Linked DNA regions of Mus musculus: regions 2, 3, 4, 5, 6 and 7 are each linked to region 1. The links are chromatin contacts, called in public ChIA-PET, HiChIP or PLAC-seq and promoter capture Hi-C maps. All regions are on one chromosome and are shown on one strand. Each heading gives the region's core, a stretch centred on a gene start, on an enhancer-like site or on the middle of the called end of the contact. The rest is flanking DNA. Distances are from core to core; before and after follow the strand shown. Region 1 holds the start of Cdk11b (cyclin-dependent kinase 11B). Region 2 holds the start of Cptp (ceramide-1-phosphate transfer protein). Region 3 holds the start of Cfap74 (cilia and flagella associated protein 74). Region 4 holds the start of Aurkaip1 (aurora kinase A interacting protein 1). Region 5 holds the start of Ccnl2 (cyclin L2). Region 6 holds the start of Tmem88b (transmembrane protein 88B). Region 7 holds the start of Tmem52 (transmembrane protein 52).

The links. ChIA-PET counts read pairs in DNA pulled down with a chosen protein or histone mark. HiChIP or PLAC-seq counts read pairs in DNA pulled down with a chosen protein or histone mark. Capture Hi-C pulls out chosen DNA fragments and counts their contacts.
Region 2: a promoter capture Hi-C map of pancreatic islet shows a contact between it and region 1. The contact joins the promoter of Cptp here to the promoter of Cdk11b in region 1. A contact is called at or near these places in 3 of 39 promoter capture datasets (fetal liver, liver and pre-B cells), 2 of 115 datasets of contacts at active chromatin or transcription factors (effector CD8 T cells and pancreatic cancer cells) and 1 of 9 other capture datasets (pancreatic islet).
Region 3: a promoter capture Hi-C map of adipose tissue shows a contact between it and region 1. The contact joins the promoter of Cfap74 here to the promoter of Cdk11b in region 1. A contact is called at or near these places in 4 of 39 promoter capture datasets (the C10 cell line and embryonic stem cells), 3 of 484 Hi-C or Micro-C datasets (all in embryonic stem cells), 2 of 115 datasets of contacts at active chromatin or transcription factors (memory CD8 T cells and microglia) and 1 of 9 other capture datasets (adipose tissue).
Region 4: a contact with region 1 is called in an RNA polymerase II ChIA-PET map of memory CD8 T cells, with 207 read pairs. The contact joins the promoter of Aurkaip1 here to the promoter of Cdk11b in region 1. A contact is called at or near these places in 2 of 39 promoter capture datasets (the SN4741 cell line and erythroid cells), 6 of 484 Hi-C or Micro-C datasets (cortical neurons, embryonic stem cells, epiblasts and 1 more), 3 of 115 datasets of contacts at active chromatin or transcription factors (the SCID.adh cell line, bone marrow-derived macrophages and memory CD8 T cells) and 2 of 9 other capture datasets (adipose tissue and pancreatic islet).
Region 5: a contact with region 1 is called in an RNA polymerase II ChIA-PET map of effector CD8 T cells, with 104 read pairs. The contact joins the promoter of Ccnl2 here to the promoter of Cdk11b in region 1. A contact is called at or near these places in 2 of 39 promoter capture datasets (the C10 cell line and hippocampal neurons), 13 of 484 Hi-C or Micro-C datasets (CD8 T cells, cortical neurons, embryonic stem cells and 2 more), 8 of 115 datasets of contacts at active chromatin or transcription factors (the SCID.adh cell line, bone marrow-derived macrophages, effector CD8 T cells and 4 more) and 3 of 9 other capture datasets (adipose tissue, liver and pancreatic islet).
Region 6: a promoter capture Hi-C map of liver shows a contact between it and region 1. The contact joins the promoter of Tmem88b here to the promoter of Cdk11b in region 1. A contact is called at or near these places in 3 of 39 promoter capture datasets (the 3T3-L1 cell line, liver and neutrophils), 9 of 484 Hi-C or Micro-C datasets (CD8 T cells, the G1E-ER4 cell line, the HL-1 cell line and 4 more), 8 of 115 datasets of contacts at active chromatin or transcription factors (effector CD8 T cells, embryonic stem cells, memory CD8 T cells and 2 more) and 3 of 9 other capture datasets (adipose tissue, liver and pancreatic islet).
Region 7: an H3K4me3 HiChIP or PLAC-seq map of embryonic stem cells shows a contact between it and region 1, with 2.6 times the contacts expected there. The contact joins the promoter of Tmem52 here to the promoter of Cdk11b in region 1. A contact is called at or near these places in 9 of 39 promoter capture datasets (the 3T3-L1 cell line, 3T3-L1-derived adipocytes, the C10 cell line and 6 more), 2 of 484 Hi-C or Micro-C datasets (bone marrow-derived macrophages and nephron progenitors), 4 of 115 datasets of contacts at active chromatin or transcription factors (bone marrow-derived macrophages and embryonic stem cells) and 2 of 9 other capture datasets (adipose tissue and liver).

The regions. Positions count from the first base shown.
Region 1 is chr4:155,623,237-155,626,312 of GRCm38.p6, reverse strand. It overlaps Cdk11b (cyclin-dependent kinase 11B), which reads right to left and starts at 1,459. Exons shown (of 20, transcript NM_007661.4): 1 at 1,372-1,459; 2 at 659-782. The coding sequence starts at 769. Gm16023 (predicted gene 16023) reads left to right here and starts at 1,558. Exons shown (of 3, transcript NR_040441.1): 1 at 1,558-1,954. Slc35e2 (solute carrier family 35, member E2) reads right to left here. Exons shown (of 9, transcript NM_177186.4): 9 at 2,973-3,076.
Region 2 is chr4:155,868,001-155,871,076 of GRCm38.p6, reverse strand. Cptp (ceramide-1-phosphate transfer protein) reads left to right here and starts at 1,637. Exons shown (of 3, transcript NM_024472.4): 1 at 1,637-1,910. Ints11 (integrator complex subunit 11) reads right to left here and starts at 1,510. Exons shown (of 17, transcript NM_028020.3): 1 at 1,357-1,510. The coding sequence starts at 1,384.
Region 3 is chr4:155,407,637-155,410,712 of GRCm38.p6, reverse strand. It overlaps Cfap74 (cilia and flagella associated protein 74), which reads right to left and starts at 1,473. Exons shown (of 39, transcript NM_001368738.1): 1 at 1,143-1,473. All of the region lies in intron 2 of 5830444B04Rik (RIKEN cDNA 5830444B04 gene), which reads left to right.
Region 4 is chr4:155,829,786-155,832,861 of GRCm38.p6, reverse strand. It overlaps Aurkaip1 (aurora kinase A interacting protein 1), which reads right to left and starts at 1,593. Exons shown (of 4, transcript NM_025338.4): 1 at 1,127-1,593; 2 at 792-879; 3 at 65-510. The coding sequence starts at 846.
Region 5 is chr4:155,810,973-155,814,048 of GRCm38.p6, reverse strand. It overlaps Ccnl2 (cyclin L2), which reads right to left and starts at 1,560. Exons shown (of 11, transcript NM_207678.1): 1 at 1,240-1,560; 2 at 807-881; 3 at 481-590. The coding sequence starts at 1,521.
Region 6 is chr4:155,784,470-155,787,545 of GRCm38.p6, reverse strand. It overlaps Tmem88b (transmembrane protein 88B), which reads left to right and starts at 1,672. Exons shown (of 2, transcript NM_001033394.3): 1 at 1,672-2,207; 2 at 3,021-3,076. The coding sequence starts at 1,944.
Region 7 is chr4:155,467,471-155,470,546 of GRCm38.p6, reverse strand. It overlaps Tmem52 (transmembrane protein 52), which reads right to left and starts at 1,433. Exons shown (of 5, transcript NM_001253856.1): 1 at 1,337-1,433; 2 at 1,201-1,244; 3 at 1,044-1,085; 4 at 380-558; 5 at 1-276. The coding sequence starts at 1,402. The coding sequence ends at 17.

The sequences.
Region 1 (3,076 bases), core at 210-2,709:
TAGAAACTTCAAATATTAATTTTGTTCAAAACTCATGTAATTAAAATCACTTTTTTTTTTTTTGGTAACCTGAAACCTGAGAACAGAAAATTTAAAACATTGTACATGATAAGGGTCATAAGACTATATGAACGTTAGTTTTTCTGAGCCAAAACTAAGACTTTAGTTGGATTTTTACACACGAAATACATCATACATATATTGACAATAAGAAGCACTTATATCAATGTTTCTTATCCAGTCACCTAAGGACTCTAAATATATCATCATCCAAAGCAAGGTAATTACAAAGCACTCATTTTAATTGCAAGGAAAGTTCCCACTTTATTAAAAATGCTTGGTAAATGGTATTATGAATATACTAATAATGAAATGAGAAAAATTAGTCTGGTGGCAGTAATGATTCTAGGTTCAGAATATTTTATTTTGTAACGAGATATTCTCATTTCGATACAGCTTCAGTGTGTTATTAATCTATCTTCAACGTCAACTGAGTATATGAATGTTTTTGTTAATTTTAGAATAGATTTTGGGCTCACCTGTGACATTTGGAAGTACAAAAGAACTTCACCGAAGAAGCGTTGTTCTAATGGAAAAATGAGGGCAAAGAAATTAAATCTTCTTTAAGAAAACCACTTACTTAAAAAACATAGCTTACATTTTTTAAGCGTTTTATCTCTGCTTTCTCCTCTTGTTCTTTCCTTCGTTTCTTTTCCTGGAGAATTTCATCTAACGTTTTCACTTTCCAAGAGTCCTTTTCATCACCCATTTGAGTTAAAACACTGCAAAAAGAAAAACAATTCAAGCAACCTCGGGACACAGAAAGCTACGGTCGGTCTGTCGGTCTGTCTTTTCCGAACACTTAAGTCTAATCGTTAGTGTTTCAGAGTAAGTCCCGGTAGGTCGGAAGGATTCTGCCTGAATACACTGTCGTTTCTGTCATTCCTGTAAGGTTTTGGGTAACTTAGTTTACCTCAGTGTTTTCCGTAAAACGCAACCATCATCATCCACGTAACGGTACTGTTCTAGGATGAAAGACCATCCAGGTCATTTCAGTGCCTCGCACTCAACACACTCTGCCTTAGGTGTCAAAAGGTTGTATGAGAAAGCTCCAGGACGCGGGGAGGCCTGGGTGACAGGTAAGATCAAGGTGCACTGTCAAGCGCGGGACTCCGGGGCGGGGTCCCACTTCTGAGGGTTCAGTCACGCAAACCTGAGGCAAGGGCCGGCTCCGGGGGCCGCCAGGCCTGCCGCCTCCACCGCCCTCAGCTCCGTGTGGAGCGAGACTGCTCCGCGGCAGCAGCGTGTCGCCAGCCGCGATTCTTCAGGGGCGCCGTAAACCCTGCTCCGAACCCCCGCGCCGCTACTCACCCCTGCGCCGCTACAGCCGCCGCAGCCGGTCCTGGAGTCTGGGAAGGAACAGCGCCCGGCGCGCGCCAGGATTGTCGTCACTTCCTCCGCGGAAGCGTGATGATGACGTACGACGACGACGACGAACCGCGTGTGCGCTCGACTTTTTTTGGCCGCCCCACAGTACCTTGCGCGCACCGGAAGTGTCCTTACATCGTGAGTTGGCTCCTGCCAACGACGCGAGGCTGGGCGGATAAAAGCGAAGTAGCGTCTGGTAACGTCCTGGGGTGTCTCCGAGAGATGACGTTTCGAGACGATGCGCTCGGCCGTCTGCGGAAACCGGAAACCGTGCCTCCCGCTGCACCTTCGCTCTGCCAGGCAGGGCTACCTCCAGGCACTCGGTAGCGTAGTCTGCAGGCCGAGCAGCATTTGCACTCGTGACAAGCTGCTTGTGCCACTCAACCTTCCGCAGCCAGACATTTGTTTCTACCCATCAGACTAATTGCTCTGACGTATAGACGCCTCCAAAGTGGCGTCGTGCCATCCAATGGAAAAACAAGTTGTCTTTCTGACCTACCCAGGACCCAGGAAGCTGAATTCACAGGTAGGCTAGTTAACATCCTATGATGAGGAAGTCCCCTGCACAAGAAAACATTGAAACGAATCCAGTTTCCTCAGCCAACCTCCTTAAAACAACCTCTTCTGCTTGGCCTACGATAGTGGTTGAGTCTTTATGTTATTGTTTTGCTTTGAAATAGAGTTTAGTACGTAGACCTAGCCTCTATTTCTGGCCTGTATCTCTGTATTCTTTTTGTTTTCTTTTCATTCTAAATGCTGAAGTGTCTAGACACTTCTCAAACGTGTACTTAAACCACCTGAAGGTCTTAAAGGTTTTTACGATTCCACTAAAAACCTATTAACCTATCAGGGCTTATGGAAGAGAGAGCAGAAAGGAAAATTCCAGCTGCTTGTTTTTGTCAGGTTATCCTGTGGGTATTGGGGAAAAAAACAAACAAACAAAAAGCAATGCCATGCATCAGTGGAGCACACCTTTAATGCCAGCACTAGGGAGACAGAAGCAGGCGGACCTCTTGTGAGTTTGAGGCCAGCCTGGTCTACAGAGCTAGTTCTAGGACAGCCAAGGCTACAAAAGCAGCTCTGTATCGTGAAACAAAAAATAGCAATATGATTAAATTTCTTGAGTTAGGGTCAGAAACAAACAAAATGAAAAGGAAACCACTGTTAGTTATGACTGTGAAATGGTAAGATGTGAAAGAATATAACAACTAGTGTATGAAAAAAATGAGGGATATTGGAGTGAAACACTTTGTGATCCCAGCTCTTACTTTGCCTCCAGAGTTATCAGTGACTTGGAAACTAAGTCTGATTTCAGTAGCATACATAACAGAGTTATACAAGCCAGGTGGTGGTGGCTCACATCTTCGATCTTATCACTTTGTAGACAGAGGTACCGTTTAAAGGTGGCCTGGTCCACAGGGTTACACAGAAAAACCTTGTATCAAAAAAAAGGAAACCAAACGAACAAAATAGTTACATGTTTTCATATTCATACAAGAACCATTGGCAGCTTGGATAAAAAGAATGAGGAGGCTACTGCAGGATTAATTACACAATACCAATTTATTTCAGGAATCACTGAATTATCTAACAGAATTCTTTTCTAGGAGGCATTAATATAATTATTTAAATACTGAAAGAGGTGAAA
Region 2 (3,076 bases), core at 388-2,887, 240 kb before region 1:
AAGTATACATTTTTAAATTACAAAGCCCAGTTCTTGGGCACTGGCAAACGTTCTTCCCAAAGAGATTTACAACTCCAGGGGAAAAGGATGAGAAAACAAAACTGACAAGAAAGTAAAGAATACTACCTTGACCACACATCCCTGAATAGAGCAGAATTACACGGTAGGGGGAAGAGGCAATAAGTCACTGAGTACATTACATGGGGATTTAATAGCTGTTCCAAAAATTTCAGAACTGTGGCAGAGAACAAAACTTTCCCAGTGGTGGTAGGGGGCATTGGGGAGCCAGGTCAATGAATATGCTTCATCGTTTAAGCTAATTAGTATTTAGTCAGTATGAGATCTACAGAGTGAGTTCCAGGACAGCTAGGGCTACACAGAGAAACCCTGTCTCGAAAAACCAACCAACCAAACAAGACAAAAAAACAAAAACAAAAAAACAGTATGAGAAGTTGCGTCTGCTAAGGCCCTGTGATGCAGTGAGTTGAGAAGACTCGAAGTTTTAGCCAAGATGACCTAGAGACCGGGACCATGAATAGGAAAGTGCTCCCCACACCCTGCACACATGCAGGAAGTAAAACCCAGGGACATTTGGGAGGTTCTGAAACCCCAGGTTTTTTTCTTTGTTTGTTTGGTTTTTCGAGACAGGGTTTCTCTGTGTAGCCCTGACTGTCCTGGAACTCACTCTGTAGACCAGGCTGGCCTCGAACTCAGAAATCCGCCTGCCTCTGCCTCCCAAGTGCTGGGATTAAAGGCGTGCACCACCACCGCCCAGCGAAACCCCAGATTTCAAACGGTTGTTTTCTCTTTCACAGCCATCCTATGCTATTGGTGATCTTAGAGGTCTAGATCTATGTTTTCTACGATGAACAAATATACTTTTAACAATTCGGGATAGACCAGACACAAAGACTGGTTACTGATCTGAAGGATAGCAAGCAACCTGAACATGAAGAAGCGCTTGGGGGTGGTGGTGGTGGTGGTAGTGGTGGTGAGCAGAAGTAAGAGGGGCTTTGAAACAACCGTCCAAATGCAGGAGCGGAAAGTCGCCAGGACGATTTCTGTGCTGGATTCAACACCACCGACAGGCGAGGCTCATTTCACCTCACGACCATCGTAAGCAGCCCAGGTACAGAAGCTGGCCCTCCGTGACTCATATCGAGCTCTAGGACCAGGAATCAAACCCACATCTCGTCGACCCCCCGTGCCAGACAGAGAAAAGGGAGGCACTGGCTCTGAAACTGTCTACTCCGGCTTCCGCTCCCTGGGACGAGCAGATGATCAAACGGCTACGGAGATGAAGGGACCCATCCGACTCTCCGGACGCCGCGGAAGATGCTTAGGACTCGGACTCACCCAAGGGAGTGACCCTAATCTCGGGCATGGTCAGGGAGGTCGCCTCGAACCACGGCTCCACGGCTCGCGTGCACCGCCCGCAGGAGAGCCGCAGGCAGACCCCGCGCGCGCTCACATCAGACGCCCGGCCGCGGCGAGTCCCTCCGCACTGCGCGCAGGCGCAACCGCCGAGACCGCCCCCTTCCTGCCCTCGCGCCGGAAACGCAGGCGGATATGTCGAGTTCTAATTGGATGATCAGCAACCAATTGGGATGGCTGGCGGGGCAGCGGAGGGCGGGGCAGAGGCTGGACTTTGGGTTGCAGCTCCAGGTTTCTGCTCAACCGCAGGCTCCGAGCTTGAGGGGAAAGCATGGGGACGGGGACCCTTACCTGACGTGAACCAGGCGGCAGAGCCACGTCTCTGTACACCACCGGGGCGGACTGGCAAAGAATCGTCTCCCACAGCAGCCTAATTGTAGCTTTGATCAACCCTCCCCATCGCTGGCCTCTGCTGCACCCTTTGCCCTCCGCGGGAGTAGAGACCACCACTCCCCCACCATCGGAACCCATCTCAGGTGAGATTTGTAGACTTCTCTGCACCACCCTGGCTTGCTGCTACGCCTAGGTGTATGCTGGGTGCCAGCTTGTGGGCCTTTGCCCGGCTGTCCATCCTGTTTAGCTTGATCATCAGAGGGAGCTGGATCACCTTCCGGGAGCTGGCGAGCTGCTCTCCCTTCCTGTTCTTTCCGGGTTTACCGCGGACAGTTCTAAGAGGCTACTTGGCTCAGGCTCTGGGCAGGAAGGCCTGGCCGCAGGATTGTTAGGTGGCCAAAAAAGAACTGGGGTGAGGGGGGCGGCATAGAGACTATTGACCCACGGGACAGCAAACAGGCCGAGGGTGTATCGCAAGATTCTGGGCGTCGCCAACTTTGAGGCCCAGGCGGGGCTGTCCCTGACACCTAAACACAAGGTGAGCCCATCTCCTAAGTCTGGAACTTGCGACAGGCATCCAGTCCAACCCATGAGGCCCTGTCACCATTTACATGGACCGGGGAGACATGTAGACCACACTCCCAGAGCTGAAGGACTGAGACCTAGGACTGTGTGAAGGAAAGAAAAAACTTGCACACAGATACGTTGCACACTGGATAGGGGTGGGTTTTTGAAGGCCTGATGGTACAGAGGTTAAGGCAGGAATCCACAAGAATCTCCAGGACTGGTGGTAAGTGTTGGACATAAGTGTAATGCAGCCACATCCCACAGAGTTGGTCCTGGACATCAAGGCAAGGCTGTTAAGATAGCAGGAAAGGTAGGGACTGGGTGCTTAGAGTGACCCATCCAACATGTGAACACAAAAGGAGCCTAGTGGCACAAACTTGTAGTTCTAGCTACTCGGGAAGCAGAAAGATTGAAAGTAAAAGGCCTAGTTTGACATGGTGGCACACACCTTTAACCCCAGCACTTTAATCCCAGACAGGCAGATCTGAGTTCAAGATCAGCCTGATTTACAGAGTAAGCTCCAGGACAGCCAGGGTTACACAGAGAAATCTTGTCTTGAAAAAACAAATTAAAAAAGAAAGTTAAAGGCCTGCCTAGGCTATTACCTGTCCAGCATACAAGAGGCCCTTAGGTTCAGTTCCCACAACTGTAAATAAATAAATAAGCAAGTAAGTGTGGAGACTTAAGTTTGTGGAGTGACTGTAAAAATGCTTACAGAATACAGAGCCCAGCCTTACCTTAA
Region 3 (3,076 bases), core at 224-2,723, 220 kb after region 1:
GATCTCTCCTGCCTCCCTCTTCCAATGAGATGACCCAAGATAGTTCTTCCATCTCAAAGGAAGCTGATGGGCCGCCTCAGTTCCTCTTAGCCATGGAACGTTATGTTTTTACTGGTTCGGAGGATTGGGACGTTGGGTGTCCCTGGGGCCACTGTACTGCCTGTTCTATCTTTTCTTCTGAGAGGACAGCCCTCTCCTTAGAGAGGGCTGCAGAAACTCTCACTTGTCACAGGAGTTTTCCAGGGTTGCCATAACAAAGTGCTCCAACTTGAATTCTTTACACAACAGAAATGTATTCTGTCAGTCTTGAAGCTCGTCTTATTTATTTTAAAGACAAGAAGGGGAGGGCTTCAAGCTGGGTGTGGTGGCACAGGCCTTTTAGTCCCAGCACTCGGGAAGCAGACGTAGGTACATCTCTGAGTTTGAGGCCAGCCTGGTCTGCAGAGCAAGTTCCAGGACAACCAGGACCATACAGAAAAACCCTTTCTCAAAAACCAATCAAACCATTAACAAAAACTACTGTTCAGGAATAAATTTCTAATCTAAGATAAGCAAAGGTGTGCGGTTACACACGAGGAGAAGTGAGAATCACGGGTTTGTTCATAGTTAACCAGGAGAGGAGGGTACTATGTTATGGGTGAAGACAAGATTCTATTTATTGGCTTGGGTGGGCTTTTGATAAATTGTTTGATAATCAGTTCTTAAATTGTACACAAGAAGGTAGGCATCATTTGTTTGAAGACAATATTCATCAATGAATACCTGAGCAGTCTACTCATTACCTAGCTCACATTACTTACTAGTCCACTCATTACTTGGCCCACAGCACACCTTCATTCAGGGTGTATTTTGCTAAGCATTTTTACCCAGATAAGGGAGTCATTTTATGGAAAAATCAAGCTAAGGAGGCCTATCCACTTGCAATGAAGGGTTTTGTATTTAAAGCCAGGCTGGAACAGCGGGAGGTGACTCTTACTTTCAGCTCTCAGACTGATGCCTGGCTCTTCACCAGCAGGATTGATGCTGACGCTTCATAGGCTGTGGTAACCACGTGACTCACCGCCACGTGTCCACGCAGAAAAGTTACCCCTTGTTCAGCGCATCCTCAGTGCAGCCCCAAGGCTGAAGTCGCCAGTACCCACCTCTCTGGGCAGCCCAGTGATGTCCCTCAGCGATGAGACTTCAGCAAAGGTCCCCCAAGAGTGGGCTGCACTGTTGGCAAACCTCCTCAGGAACGGCTCCTCGGTGGTGGTCCCTCAGCAGCAACAACCTCTCAAGAATGGTCCCTGGCGACTGCCCCTTAGCAACAGCTCCTCACAAATGACCCCTAGAAAGTGGTCCAGTAACTAGGTCGCCTCCCAGAAACAGATCCTCGGCGACGGTTCCTCAGCACTGGCCCCCGCAGAATCAGTTCCTTAAGCCGCTAGACCATGGCCTCTTAACGGCCCGACTGCCCCCAGCCACCGTGGGTCTGAGGCTGCGTAGTTTGGGCGCGCAGCTCCATGGCAACGGAAGGCTGCTTTGGGGTAGCGGGCGGGGCTGAGGCTGCGGAGGGAGAGCTTGTGCGCAGGCGTAGTGCAACAGCGGGGGTAAAGTGGGACGAGCATCGCGGAGGGCAGAGTCAAAGCTGACTGTTGCCCAGACGATTCTCCTGGAGACTGGGGCAGGTGCTCGAGAACTTGTCTAAAGCCAGTTGAAACTTGGGTCAACTGCTTACTTAAAAGACCATTTACGCAGAAGTTAGGATCTCCTGCGTCTCTTGGATCTGAATTCTGGCTCTCCCAGGGCTTTGCAGCCTGTGTTGTGCCCTCTAGGTGGTGACATCTGACTCCTCTGGATAACTCACAGGACTCTTTGGATTGTTTTTGGTCGTTTAAGTTGGCGTGGTCACTAGTCCGGGCAGGAGGTGGGCTCAACAGTGGACAGGACATGTTCCCTTTCCTCAGAGTCGCAGGGATGACTGGCAACTCCTGTAGTTTTGTCTTGGAGATGGAGAACCTTCAGCGTTAAGAAGTCCTCAAAATAATACAGAGCCTGTGGAAATGTCAGTGGAGATTGGTGGGGGGTACCTCTGCACTCCCTTCAGATACTTTGCCTGTGAAATACCACTGCAATACTGTATAGGTGTGTGTGTGGCTGGGGATCGAACCCAGGTGTTCTATAAGTTTAGAGCTTTGTGTATGGAAGCCGGATGTCCTAGTAAAGCAATTTGGGAAAGATAGCCAGTTGGTTTGTAACCTTTAGCTGAGGGAGAATGTGAACTGGGCCTCCTACTCTGGGTTGACCCTGGTATATGGCTGAGCAGAGAGGGTTGTGAAGTAACCATATCCAATACTAATATTTGTGGTATGAAGTATAATCCCCACTATAGTAAAATAAGTGAATAAATTGGTCTTCTCTTTCACGTTGCCTCAAATATTTGTTTACAGGGACAAAACTCTGACTAACACATGTAATTTTCTCTGGGGTATACTATACTCCTCTGTTAGGCTGGCCAAGCCTGTCAGGTATACATTAGGTTTGCCTCCCTTCCACTTTTTTTGTTTTGTTTTGTTTTTTGAGACAGGGTTTCTCTGTGCAGCCCTGGCTGTCCTGGAACTCACTCTGTAGACCAGGCTGGCCTCGAACTCAGAAATCCACCTGCCTCTGCCTCCCAAGTGCTGGGATTAAAGGCGTATGCTACCATGCCCGGCTCCCTTCCACTTTTATCTCAATATGCCAGTTGGGAATCAAGAACCAAAGGATTTCTCAGTTCAATTCTTCTTCTTCTTCTTCTTCTTCTTCTTCTTCTTCTTCTTCTTCTTCTTCTTCTTCTTCTTCTTCTTCTTCTTCTTCTTCTCCTCCTCCTCCTCCTCCTCCTCCTCCTCCTCCTCCTTCTTTCCTCCTCCTTTTCTTCTTCTTCTCCTTCTCCTTCTTCTCCTTCTTCTTCATCTTCTTCCTTCTTCGATCTCTCCAGCCCCTCTCAGTTCAATTCTTTTTCCTCTGCTAATCAATCCAAGATGCCTACTAAATTTCTGGTGTACCTAGTTCTATCCCACGACTTTGAACTAGAGGACATGGGCTGACACCATTGGTG
Region 4 (3,076 bases), core at 344-2,843, 210 kb before region 1:
TTATAACGAGCAAAGCCTCTTTTAACCACTGTCAGTCTAGGTCCAAGGGAGTGCCCATATTCACCTGCTTCTTCTTCAAACGTCCTTCCCGGACCTTGCGACGTAGAAACCGGGTCCTTTTGACCAGTTTACGGTACTTGTGGTGGTTCATCTTTCGCCTTCGGATCTTCAGCACGTTTTTGCACTGCACTGGAGTGGCATCCCAGGCTTCCCTGACTCCCTGCTGGGCTTCCTCCTCCCCCTGCCTAGGTGGACATTCGTAGAACTGGGAGGGAGCCAGAGTCACTGGGACCTCGACATTCCGTCTGGGCAATAAGTATTGAGCAGTCAGCCAGCTCTCTAGAGGACTGATGGCCATCTTCCTGGGGACCAGGAACTCCTCAAGCTCTGACTGGGTCCTCTTACCAGGGAGGGAGGCAGCCCGACTTGGGCTTGCAGGCTGCAAACTGTAAAGGGGTCGAAAAGCATAGCTGCCAATCACCCCGGAGCCAGGGCAGGAACGACTGAAACCTGGGGAAACAACACAGTTGCTACTAGTGCCATCACAGCAGATCAGAACACCACTACTACCCAGGCTAGGGCAACATGTAGACCCAAATGGTAAGGCCTGCCCCTTATCCTTCCGTCTGGAGTTGTGATGTGCTCCTACATACTACATGCAAGCTCGCAGGAAAAGGTTTGTGCCCAGGCTCTTATTCCCAGTAGCGACAGGAGACTACTGAAGGCGAGCTGGGCCGCGATGATTCCCATCCCCAAGTCAGGTGTGGATTCCGCGTCCAGGGGCGTCTTACCTGCCCAGGGAACAACAGTCCTGGCCAGCCGTGAAGTCAGGCGCGCCAGGAACATGGTGAGCAGTTGGTCCGGCGGCAGCGCTCAAAGCTAGAACACAGGAACCAGCTGAGGTCACGCAGCGGCGACGGGCAGTGCTCTCGGCCGCAGGCCTCGCATATCCCATCACCCTGGGTCCCCCTGACCCGCGATAAGGAGACATCTTCAAAAGTCGCTCTGAGCGCAAATCCTGTCCCTACTTCTCTCCACCAGCGTGGTCGCTGTAAGCCGCCCACCCACGGTTCCCGCTCAGGCAGCGAAACCCACAGCGCAGGACGATATCGACGCTCGCACGCACCAAACAGACGCAGGCCAAGCGAGCTCCGCCGCCGCTCATCATCTGAGCCCCGCAACAGGCCCACCGAATCCCGGAAGTTAGGACCGATCAGGTCGCCTCTGACCTCGACCACTTCCGGTCCCTGGTCCTACGCAGCGCCCTCTGGTGCCCGGCTCTGCGCTAACTCGATCCTTGCGTGCCCGAAGGCGATCGCTTCCGGTTGGAGGGGACGCTTCCCCTGCCGCTGTTGTCCAGCAGCAACAACGTTCCGGGTAAAAAGTGCCCACACCCGACACCCACCACAATCCCGGAGAGTGCTCTCTGCGTGCACGCGGACTTTACAGTATATATATATATATTTTTTTCCTTTCGTCTCTCCCAAGCCGGTTAGCCTCCGGGTACCGCCATGGACCGTAGGACTGCGGAAGTGACAAGTGGCGCTCCTCCTGTTAGGGCGGCAGGTCGTTTAATAGTCCTGTGGGATAGGCTGGCTGCAGAATGGGGCGCTCTGCTTCTTGAGGCCTCAGAAACTCCGCCCTGTTCCTGCTCCGCGGTCCTACCCTGCCGCTAATCTCAAGTGAAAAAAGTCCTAATTTCTTTAGTGTGCCCTGAGGAAAAAAAAATTTTTTTTAAAGATTTATTTATTTTTTATTATATATAAGTACACTGTAGCTGTCTTCAGACACTCCAGAAGAGGGAGTCAGATCTCATTACGGATGGTTGTGAGCCACCATGTGGTTGCTGGGATTTGAACTTCGGACCTTCGGAAGAGCAGTCGGGTGCTCTTACCCACTGAGCCATCTCACCAGCCCCCTGAGGAAAAATTTAAATATCCTCACACACACGTTAATTTTTATCCCAAAACTTAAAAGCAGCTTCTTCAGAATACGGCTGCTGCTTTCCTTGGCAAGAGCCTAGCAATCCACTGCACCTCAGTGTGGACCAGAAAGTCCTGCTGGCTCCGATGGACAGGGGTGCAAGACTAGGGTTCTCCTTCATTTGAGAAACTACGTATGCCTCGCATGAGGGATTTCTGTGGATTCTTAACACAAAGTGGCCAAATATCTCATTCTCAGGCATTAACCTAGCTAAAGTTACATAAACCAATAAGAGGGCAGAAATTGCAGGCTGTCGTCCCAGCTGTGTAACTGAGGTCACAAAGTGATGTTGCGTGTACCCTACCTTCGAGAGGGGATGCTGGAGATATTTGTCTTTTCTAATGATGTTTCGAGAGGGGAGGCACAATGTGCACCTGCATATGCCACAGCACACATGGAGTCATTTCTCTTCTTCCACATTTAAGGAAGTGAATTCCAGGGATCTCATTCAAGTTGTCGGGTTTATGTGGCAAGCACTTAACCACTGCGCTAGCCCAAACAGGAAGGTTTATGCATTTTAGTCTGTCTTTAGTTCAGACTCTCACCCTGGGTTTAGCCACAAAAGGCAAATGGAGTCTCTAGATTCCAGCCCTCACCTTGGTGCTCCCAGTCCTCAACATGGCCAGCTTTTATTTGATGTGTTTCTCCTTGGATTGCATAACTAAAGGTTCAAGGAGATGAATAAAAGTAAATAAATCCATCAGAGAAATGGTCATGTTCACAACAACCCGTATCGGGACAGGTCTTTGTAGAGTCAGGGACAATAAGAGAAAGGGCAAGTGGAAACAAGTTTTGGAAAGAGACCAAGCAAAGCATCCTCCTTACACAATCCCGGGAACTAGCAAGTTTCTAGTCTTCCAGGAGGTGAGTAAAGCCAACCTTGTTAAGATCCCTATACTTTCCTGGGTGGTGGTGGCCCACGCCTTTAATCCCAGCACTTGGGAAACAGAGTCAGATGGATCTCTTTTGAGTTGCAAGGCCAGCCTGGTCTACAGATTGAATTCTAGGACAGCCAGGGCTACACAGAGAAACCCTGTCTCAAAAAACCAAAAGACCCCCTGTATCTCAAACAGGCTCCAGGCCAAAACAGAAC
Region 5 (3,076 bases), core at 311-2,810, 190 kb before region 1:
TGTCAGGCTTGGTGACAAATGTGGTTCACACACGTAAGGAAGATTTAGATGGGATTGCTAAGAGGTTAAGACTGCTACACAGCTAGACCAGATATCAAAAAAGACAGCTGTCTAGGGGTATTTCTGTTACAAATGGTTTCTGGCAAGGAAAGGCCAGGAATATTGATCGACATATTACAATGACACTAGAACAAAGAATGGCCAGTTCAGACACTAACAGCGCTGAGGGTGAGAACCAGGGACCTGGTGCTCAGAGGTTCTCAGCAGAACCATGGAACAAACAGGACAATAGGGTGGTGAGCTGATGTGGTCATACAGGAATTGTTTCAGCAGGGCTAGGACAGCCAGCTATCCTGGTTATTGTACCCCCCTACCAACTGCCCCAAGACAGCATCTAGGGCACATGCGAACAATCTACTGTAAATTCACAGGTTGGTATTAACAATGACAGACATTAGGACAGCTCTGCAAAGGACTCACTTTTTCTCTCTCAGATGCCGAAGGCGATGGAATACATTGATGACATCCCTGATTCGTCTCGGAGCCTCTTCTATTTTGGAAGCCAGGTGAACACAAGCCATGGACACATGCTGAAATGTACATTGTGACACGGGTGTTTTTCCCCCCAACTTGAGAACCTTCCAAGGCATTAAAACTATTAGAAACAACCAGAAGATACAGAGACAGACAGGCCTCTAGGGAAAGAGCTGTGTAGACTTTGCAGGACAGAATTCAGCTAAGCACTGGGCAGAACAGGCCAGGTTTCATCCCAATTCATTTCTCCGAGAAAACAGAAAGAAGCCTACCTCCATGGAATGTTTCACGAAGGACTTAGTGTAAAAGAACCGCTGGAACAGCACCTGCCCTGTAGCCATGGCCACCTAGGGACAGAGAGGGTTCCATCACGTTTGAATGCAGGACTCACGCTTGTCCCGGCTACAATGTCTTGTGTGATTTCCCCCCAGGACAAATAGCCACGACAGTTTCCATTTCCCCCAAAGGGTTTGGGTCTCGCGAGGCTTTCTTGGGGGTAAAAGGGCTTCGGCTCCGGCGGAGGGGGAAGGGGAAGGGGAAGGGATGGCGGGTGCGGGTTATTTCAAGGCTGCGGAGCGCACAGGCTCGGACCTCGTCGCCTGGGTCCGGTGAGCTCCGGGCCGGGGGCCGGGACGACAACAAAGGCCCGGCCCTCGGCCCTCGGCCGGCGAACGGCCCCTGCAGAGCTCGCGGCCCGGCCCTTACCTGCGGCAGGCGGAGCAGGATGCCGGCTGCCTGGATGAGCTCGCAGCCCACGACGCGGAGTCCCGTCTCCGTATCGACGTCGAGGCCGCTCGACATGGACGGCGTGAAGCGGAGCTTGTCGTCGGGCAGCAGGCAGTTTTCCAAGGTGATGAGCACGCCCGAGTAGAGCCTGTCGCCGATCAGCACCCCCTGAGACCCCGGGGCCGCTCCCGCCGAGCCGGAAGAGCAGGCCGCCGACGCCGGAGCCATCAACCCCGCAGCCCCGGCCGCCGCCGCCGCCATTTTGTGCCGCCGACTCTTCTCGGGCCCTTCCCGTCAGGGCGGCTGCTCGAGACGATCGTGGCCGCCCCGCCCCGCCCCCTCCCATTGGCTGAACGTCACCGCTGTCTCGACGCCGTTGGCCGTACGACCAGTCCGTCAGTGTCGCGTCAGGCACCGACGCCGGAAGCACCCACGGGTGGGGCTGCTCGTTACCCACTTGGCTCCGCGGCCTGGCCCGAACCGGAACTCCTGCCTGGCAAAAGGGGTTCTAGAAGGGCGCCTTTCTTTGGGGGTTGGGACAGAACAACTTTTCTCCCACAGTCCCACGTGCACGACGTTACACCGCGACTTAGTTCGGAGTCTTTAGTTCTCAGCCCTCCCTTCCGTCCTCGGGCTCTGGAACAGCTGTGGGGTGGATCTGCCAGCATTAAAAGGGCAGATGTGCCTTTAATCCCAGCACTTAGGCAGGCGGATCTGTGTGGGTTCAAGGTCAGCCTTCTCTCTACAGCTAGAGTTCCAGGACAGCCATGGCTGAGAAACTTTGTCGCAAAAATAAATAAAATACTAAACAAAAAAGTGCAGATGAAGGGTCTGGAGAGATGGCTCAGCAGTTCAGAGAACTGACTGCTCTTGCAGAGGTCCTGAGTTCCAGCTACGACATCATGGCTTGCAGCCATCTATCTGTGATTGAATCTGATATCCTCTTCTCTCATTCAGGCACAAATGCAAACAGAGCACTCATATACACAATCTTTTCTTAAAGGGGACCCCCAATAATCTACTGCAGCAAATACAGGCCAAAAAAATGGCTTGGGGACCTTGAAGATCAAGGTGAAACGGCTTGTAGTAGACCCTACAGACAATATTAATATTCCTGACTCCAGTCCTGGCCTGCTTAGTTTCACCCAAAACAGTGCTGCTGCCACTACACAATAGATGTTTCCTGTCACTGCTCAGTTATCTCAAGCTTTTGATAAGATTTCAGCCAGGTTCGGTGAAACGGAAAATTGGGAGGACATGGGAGTTTAAGGAGATCCCTGTATAACTCTGATTCAGGTATGGTGAACAGCCAACAAGGTTGCCAAAAGTCAGTATTCCATAGTCCAGCTGTAGTGGGGTGATTGGATTCCACTCCTAAGCAGACCCCACAAAGATCTCATCAGTCCTCTCACTGTAATGGCCACGCTGCTACTGTCTGTCCGTCTGTCCCACCCCTAGGCTGCAGCTCTAAAGTAGGCACAATTGTCATTGCCTGGTCTGCCCATTCCCTAAGCTGAAACTGAACCAAGAATTAGAAAAGACTGTTGGCTCTAGTCACTCAACCCAGACTCTGGTTCTAGAGATGACTATTACATCCATCAGGAAGAGAAACCTATATTGGAGAGGGATGCTTGGTTACAACTCAACAGTGATTTGCAGTATCTTGTCTTTTTTGTGTGAAGTAGAAAACAAAGCTCAGTGATGGGGCCACATGGATGTGTATCTTCTCCAATATCAATAGCAAGTGGCTAATGAGTAATATATGTGCAACATTCTGGCAAAGTGTTAAGCATATTGTATGCAAGACACCAACCTA
Region 6 (3,076 bases), core at 423-2,922, 160 kb before region 1:
TCTCACTATATAGCCTTAGCTAGCCTAGAACTCACTATGTCATTTGACATGGAATTTATAAAGCTCTGCCTGCCTCTGCCTCCCAACTGCTGGGATAGAAAGTGTGTAGTACTACCATGCCCAGCTTTGACTCCCACTTCTGGCCTCTGAGGACTCTCCTGCGTATGTGCACATACCCACATATAGATACACATACACACATAATCAAAAATAAAATGTCGAGCCGGGCATGGTGGCGCATGCCTTTAATCCCAGCTCCTTAAAAGTACGTTTCATAGGCTAGCCAACAAGAAGCAAAGATCTGGACTGACATAAACATTCATAGTGGGATGTGTAGTGAGAATATTCGTTCCTTTAAAAAACAGAAATATAGGCCGGGCAGTGGTGGCACATGCCTTTAATCCCAGCACTTGGGAGGCAGAGGCAGGTGGATTTCTGAGTTTGAGGCCAGCCTGGTCTACAAAGTGAGTTCCAGGACAGACAGGGCTATATAGAGAAACCCTGTTTCAAAAAAACAAAACAAAACAAAACAAAACAAAAACAAAAATAAATGTCAGAGCCTAGAGAAATGGCTCAGCAGTTAGGAACACTTGTTACTCTTACAGAAGACCATGGCTAGATTCTCAGCACCTACAAGGTGACTCACAACCTGTACTGACAATTTTGGAGTTTTGGTTTCCTTGAAAAACACAGAAATATTATAAGGTAGTGTTTTCATTTTGATTCTAGGCATAGGGATATGGAGCTGCTTTGGACTGTGCACAGGAGATGGCTATCATTTGTCTTGTTCTCTAACAGGTGTGATTTTGCCAGGTGCGGATAATTTCTGTGATTGTGTGATGTTTGTAATTCTGGGGACTTTTCACAGAGTATAGAAATGTTAGGGCCTTGAGAGGTGCGGTGGGTTGTTGGCTGGTTGCTGGTGGTTGTGGTTTGTTATGGGAGTTCTCTGACAACCAGAGCTGGGGCTTACCTGACTCTGTTCCCTGCCTGTAGATCCTGTTCCCCTAACTGGGCTGCCTTGTCTAGCCATAGTGGAAGAGGATATGTGTGTGTGTGTGTGTGTGTGTGTGTGTGTGTGTGTGTGTGTGTGTGTAAATTACAAGAATGTGTGCTTAGTAAGGAGATAATTTACAACACTTAAAATTTTTTGGATGTATTTATTTTACTTTATGGGTATGAACATTTTGCCCAAATGTATGTATGTATGTATGTATGTATGTATGTATGTGCACTACAAGCATCCCTAGTGCCTATGAAGACCAGAAGAGGGCTGGAGTTTTCAGTGGACTATATGCTCCCATCATCTGAAAGGCTTGTTGTATACTTCCATGATTGATTGGATTTAGTACAGAGCAACTGCAACTGCTGTTAATTAGGTATCCACTCTGTGCCGGGTACTACCTTAAGCACTACTAACTGTACAACCCTGTCATGCTGTGAATCACTCCACAACATGAAGTCACCTGGTGTCAGATAAGGGGAAGTGCAGGGGCTAGTACTGGGAAATGAGTTAATAGTTCGTCCCTAAATGGCAGCTATTGATAGAGCTTCTGTCATCGCCAAGATCTGTGAAATGAAGCCATTGTTTGGGAGAACTGGGAGATGGGCTGAGAGAAAGGAGGGCCCCAGTGCTCAGATGGGAAGAGCTCTGTAAGACCTGAGCCGAGCACATAGGCGCTGCCTGCCTTTGCCTGGTAAAGAGGCCCAACAAGGTAGCAGGGGAAACTGTGGCAGAGGTGTAGCCCTGGAGACTGATATTCAGTGCTAGATTAAACTGGATGAGAGTCTACTCTCTGATGGCGAGGATCTAGATGTGAACTGAATCTGGGGAGGGTAAAAGGCTCTCTAGTCTGGGCCTAGGGTGGTTGGAGGAGGGGGATTAGGCCTGCTGCCTACCACTGTGATCTTGGGGGAACATCCTTCAAGCCCCGCGGCACGACATGAGTGAGCAGGAAAGGGAGACAGAAGAGGATGAAGGCGTTGCCTCAGACACAGCACCCATGCTACCCCGAAGAAGGCCTACTGATTACCACATCTCAGTCCTGGCTCCTATCCTGGCCACCCGAGGCCTCGGGACCCTGGTGCTGTCTGGCCGGGCTCTAGTTGGGTTCCTGCTTCATCTGCTGCTACCTGGAACAGTCTTCCTGCTGGTGTTGCTACCAGCAGCTGCCGTTGTCTACCTGGGATTCCTGTGTCACTCAAGGGTGAGCAGTAGCCATTGGTTAGTCCCCGGGAAGTGGGGAAGTGAGAGTTCTGTGGAGGTTCAAGTCCTTGGGGTTGAAGGTGAATCTACCCCCTTCTAGCCTTGCCCCTTTGTAACCAGAGATATATGCATCCTCCTGTTATGCCAACATCCCTGCCAGCTGCAGTCAAAGAAAGTCTCTTTGTTACTCGGTGAACAGCTGTCTTGCTTCCCCCCCCCCGCCCCCCCCCCCCAGGCCTCTTAGCTTTGTACCAGGAGGTACTAGGGCCTGGTCAGTGAGGTTGATGTGGAGATAGGAAAAGAAATTGTCAGATTCACCCGTCCTCAGTGCTTCTCCACTCCTCATACTCCTCCCCCCCACCTCCTCCCCCCCACCTCCTCCCCCCCACAGCCCTTCCCTGAACCCTCTTGACCTTGGTTAGGCTTCCGCTCATCTAAGGCTTGACCTATACATAGACGACCCCTATATCCCCTTTCTGAAGCTGATAGAGAGAAACGATGCTAGCTGGGTGACAGTCCAGATGGAGCCATATCAGCTGTCAACAGGTAAGGGGCATGGAAGGAAGCTCATATGGGGACAGGAAAACTGGGTTGGGAGAGCCAGGGAGGTTCTCTGGCCTTTCCTTAAGGAATCCCCGAACACACACTCTTGGTTCTGTTCTCGCATTTCTGTCCAGGCTCCACCTCCAGGCAGGCCTCCCAGCCTTACGCTTTTCTTTCTGGACTCTGCCCTGAGCTCGGGGCCCAGGACCTCCCTCACCCCTGCGCTGCTCTGGGGCCTCCCCGCCTGACTGCACGCCTCCACTGTCCACAGGTTCATCCGGCTCCGGGTCCACGGTGCCGAGCGCTGCTCTCGGACCGCGGCTCCGC
Region 7 (3,076 bases), core at 184-2,683, 160 kb after region 1:
TTTCAAGCGGGCTTGACTAGGGCCGCTGGGCACTGGGGCCTGGCTCCTGGGGCCCTCCAGTGGTCTCTGGCTCCAAGGCCTCAGGCAGAGAGTTGGTTTTCTCAGAGGGAGCTGCCACTTCCTCCCTGGCTTTTATCATCTTCACAACTTCATCGTAGGAGGGTGGCAGCTCAGACGCATAGAGGCTGTAGGTGGGAGGGACCATGGAGTCAGGGTCTGGCTCTCCAAAGTACAGGGGCAGCCGCATGCCCAGTGGGTACTGCACGGAACTGTAGGCTGCAGGGAACAAGAGTGGGTTTATCAAGATGGCTTGGCATTCACCCCACGGTGTCCTCAGCCCCCAAGCCCCCATGCAGGCTAGTGGGTTCCAGACACTCACAGGTCACAGTGCTGTGTGCGGGGCTATCACTGTCCACTGGGATGACTGTCCCGTCACAGGGCTGCCACGCCGCTGGCGTGTGTGACTGGGTGTGCGTCTGCTTCCTGAGGCAGCAGAATCGTACACAGCTGGCTGTGACCCCACACAAAAGCATCAGGAGTATGGCGAGCAGGATGAGCCTGGTAAGGAAGAGCAAGGATCTACCGCGGGACTGGCCTCCTGTTACTGGGCACCTGCACTCGGGGGCCAGTCATGCCTAACTACCCAAAACAGGATAACCGGCAGGTGAAAAGAAAGTAAGAGAAGTCTTTCCATGCCAGACACTTCCTCAGCTGGATTCAGGCCCGAGGAGCCGCCTGCACTGGTCTCTTCCAGCTGGGGCCAGTCCTAGCTTGGCTCTCCAGTGCTGGCCAGGGATGGCCTTGGGTTCACTCCCAGGACACACTGTCCCCAGGCAACTGCACAGTCCTTGTGCCTTCTGCTGAGGATAATCGGGTCTGGTTTCCAAGGCTGCCTAGGGCTCAAGGGCTCTTCAGACAGCGTCGAGGGAGTTGGGGGCAGCAGATGCAGCAGGTGAGGCAGAAGGGATTGTGGAGGTCCTAGCCATGGTCTAACTTCAGAGGAACTGTTGGACCAGAGGGTTGGCATGGTGGATTCCACTTACCCCACATGCCATAGGCTGCTCCAGCGGGCCTGGGGCGGGCACCTGCGGGGACAGCGGCACCTGAAGCAGGTGAGGTATCTGCTAGCTCACTCCACCGCTCCAGCCTTTCCCAGCACGGTCCAAGTTCTGCCTCTCCCCTTGGCCCCCAGCTACTTACTGATCCGAGGGGTCACAGTTGCGGTCCGCGGAACCCAGCGTCACCTGTAGGGACAAGGGTGAGCCTGAGCAGGGCGGGACCGAACTCAGGGCCGCCCCTCTTGCCTTAAACCCGCTGCGAATGAGGCCCAACCCACCTGGGACAGAGGCAGGAGAGGCAGCAGCAGCAGGATCCCCTGTGTGGCTGACGGCCCCGGGGCCATGTTCCTTAGACAGAGCGAAACTCAGTCCAACACCGGCTCAGCTTTATGAGGCCCCGCCCCTGGGCCTTGTCAGCTGAAGGTCCAGGGTCACGCCCACCTTGGTATGCGTCCCTCCTTGCTCTCCGTTTTTTGTTGCTCTTTTTTTTTCTAGTAGAAGTTTGAGAGCACTTGCACGCGCGCTCACACACACACACACACACACACACACACACACACACACCTTTCCCTCTGTGTCATCAAGGATCAAGATCTTTCAGTGGGAGCCCTAAGAGGGAATAGAGCAGTATTCTCTCTGGGCATGGGACATGGGTCTGTCCGTCATATATCTGACTGATGCCTCAGCCAGCCACCTGTATCTCCTATTTTCCCCATCCCCATCCCCAAACCAGGTCTCCTGAAACTTGTGGTCAGGACTGCACTGGGTTGTGGCCTCTCGGGAAAAGTAGAATCCACCCTCACACTTCACAATTGGCTAGGTTAAAAAGGGGTGGGGATCTACACCATTAATATGCTGGGCCTTCCATTTATTTATTTATTTATTACATGTAAGTACACTGTAGCTGCCTTCTGACACTCCAGGAGAGGGAGGGCATCAGATATCATTATGATGGTTGTGAGCCACAGTGTGGTTGCAGGGATTTGAACTCAGGACCTCTGGAAGAACAGTCAGTGCTCTTACCCACTGAGCCATCTCTCCAGCCCGTGCTGGGCCTTCTAGGTCATCATTCAAGGACCTTTGCTATGGATCCTCTGTAGGGATACCTCCGGGGAATGGCCCATTTGGCCCCTGGCTCTGGACTACTAAACCACTGCAGACAGACCACTTTCCAAAAAAAAACATTTGGCTTTAAAGATCGCATTCGTTGACCACTCCTTGCTCAACCTGGAATGCCTGCTTCTTCTCCGGAAGTGGCTGCTGCTTCTCGGGGGAATCTCCTTAATAGTCCTCCCTCCAGGCTAAGAGCTGGGCCGGCTGCTCTGCCCCCCACTACTAGGGGCTATTAGAACACTAGTGATCAAATTGCAGCAGGTGGTCAGCACAACCAGGCTGGCTAAGGGAGGATAGGAGGTGTACCAGCCCTCTGTCCTGCCTTCATTTCTTCACTGTGCACATACCTGCATGTATCTTTGGCTTTTCCCTCAGTGGGTAGGAGTTCTACAGCTGTCCTATGCACTTGAGACCTGTGCCTTGCCTCTCAAAGACCCTCTCTGCCAGGTCAATGAGCTTAGTTCCCATGCTGTTTCTGTCCTTTGCTGTGTCGTGGCTGTGCTTGGTACCGTAGGGCCAGCAATAGGAAGAGTAGATGTCAAAAGTGCAGTGCGAGGCTGGGACCCAAGTCTGGAGTCCAGAAAAGGGAAGGATCTGCTCTTGCAGAGGACCTGGGTTATATTGGTCTGGGATCAGAAGGAAGTGGCCTGCCTAGGGTAGTGCCTTCTCTAGATTTGTCCACTCATCTGGTCTGGAATCATGTCAAGGGTTTGAGAAGTGGTCAGCTACCGTCAGGGAAGCCAAAGGCCTGGGCCTGCTACCTACAAGGTCGATGAGCAGGATTCCTGCAAAATGGCTGGCTCAGTTAAGGGCCATGACAGGGTATAAGGCATCAGGGGCACTAAGGGCTTTCATGAGTACAGTGACCCAGATAGATGTCATCACCCCCATTGCCCTGCCGGGCC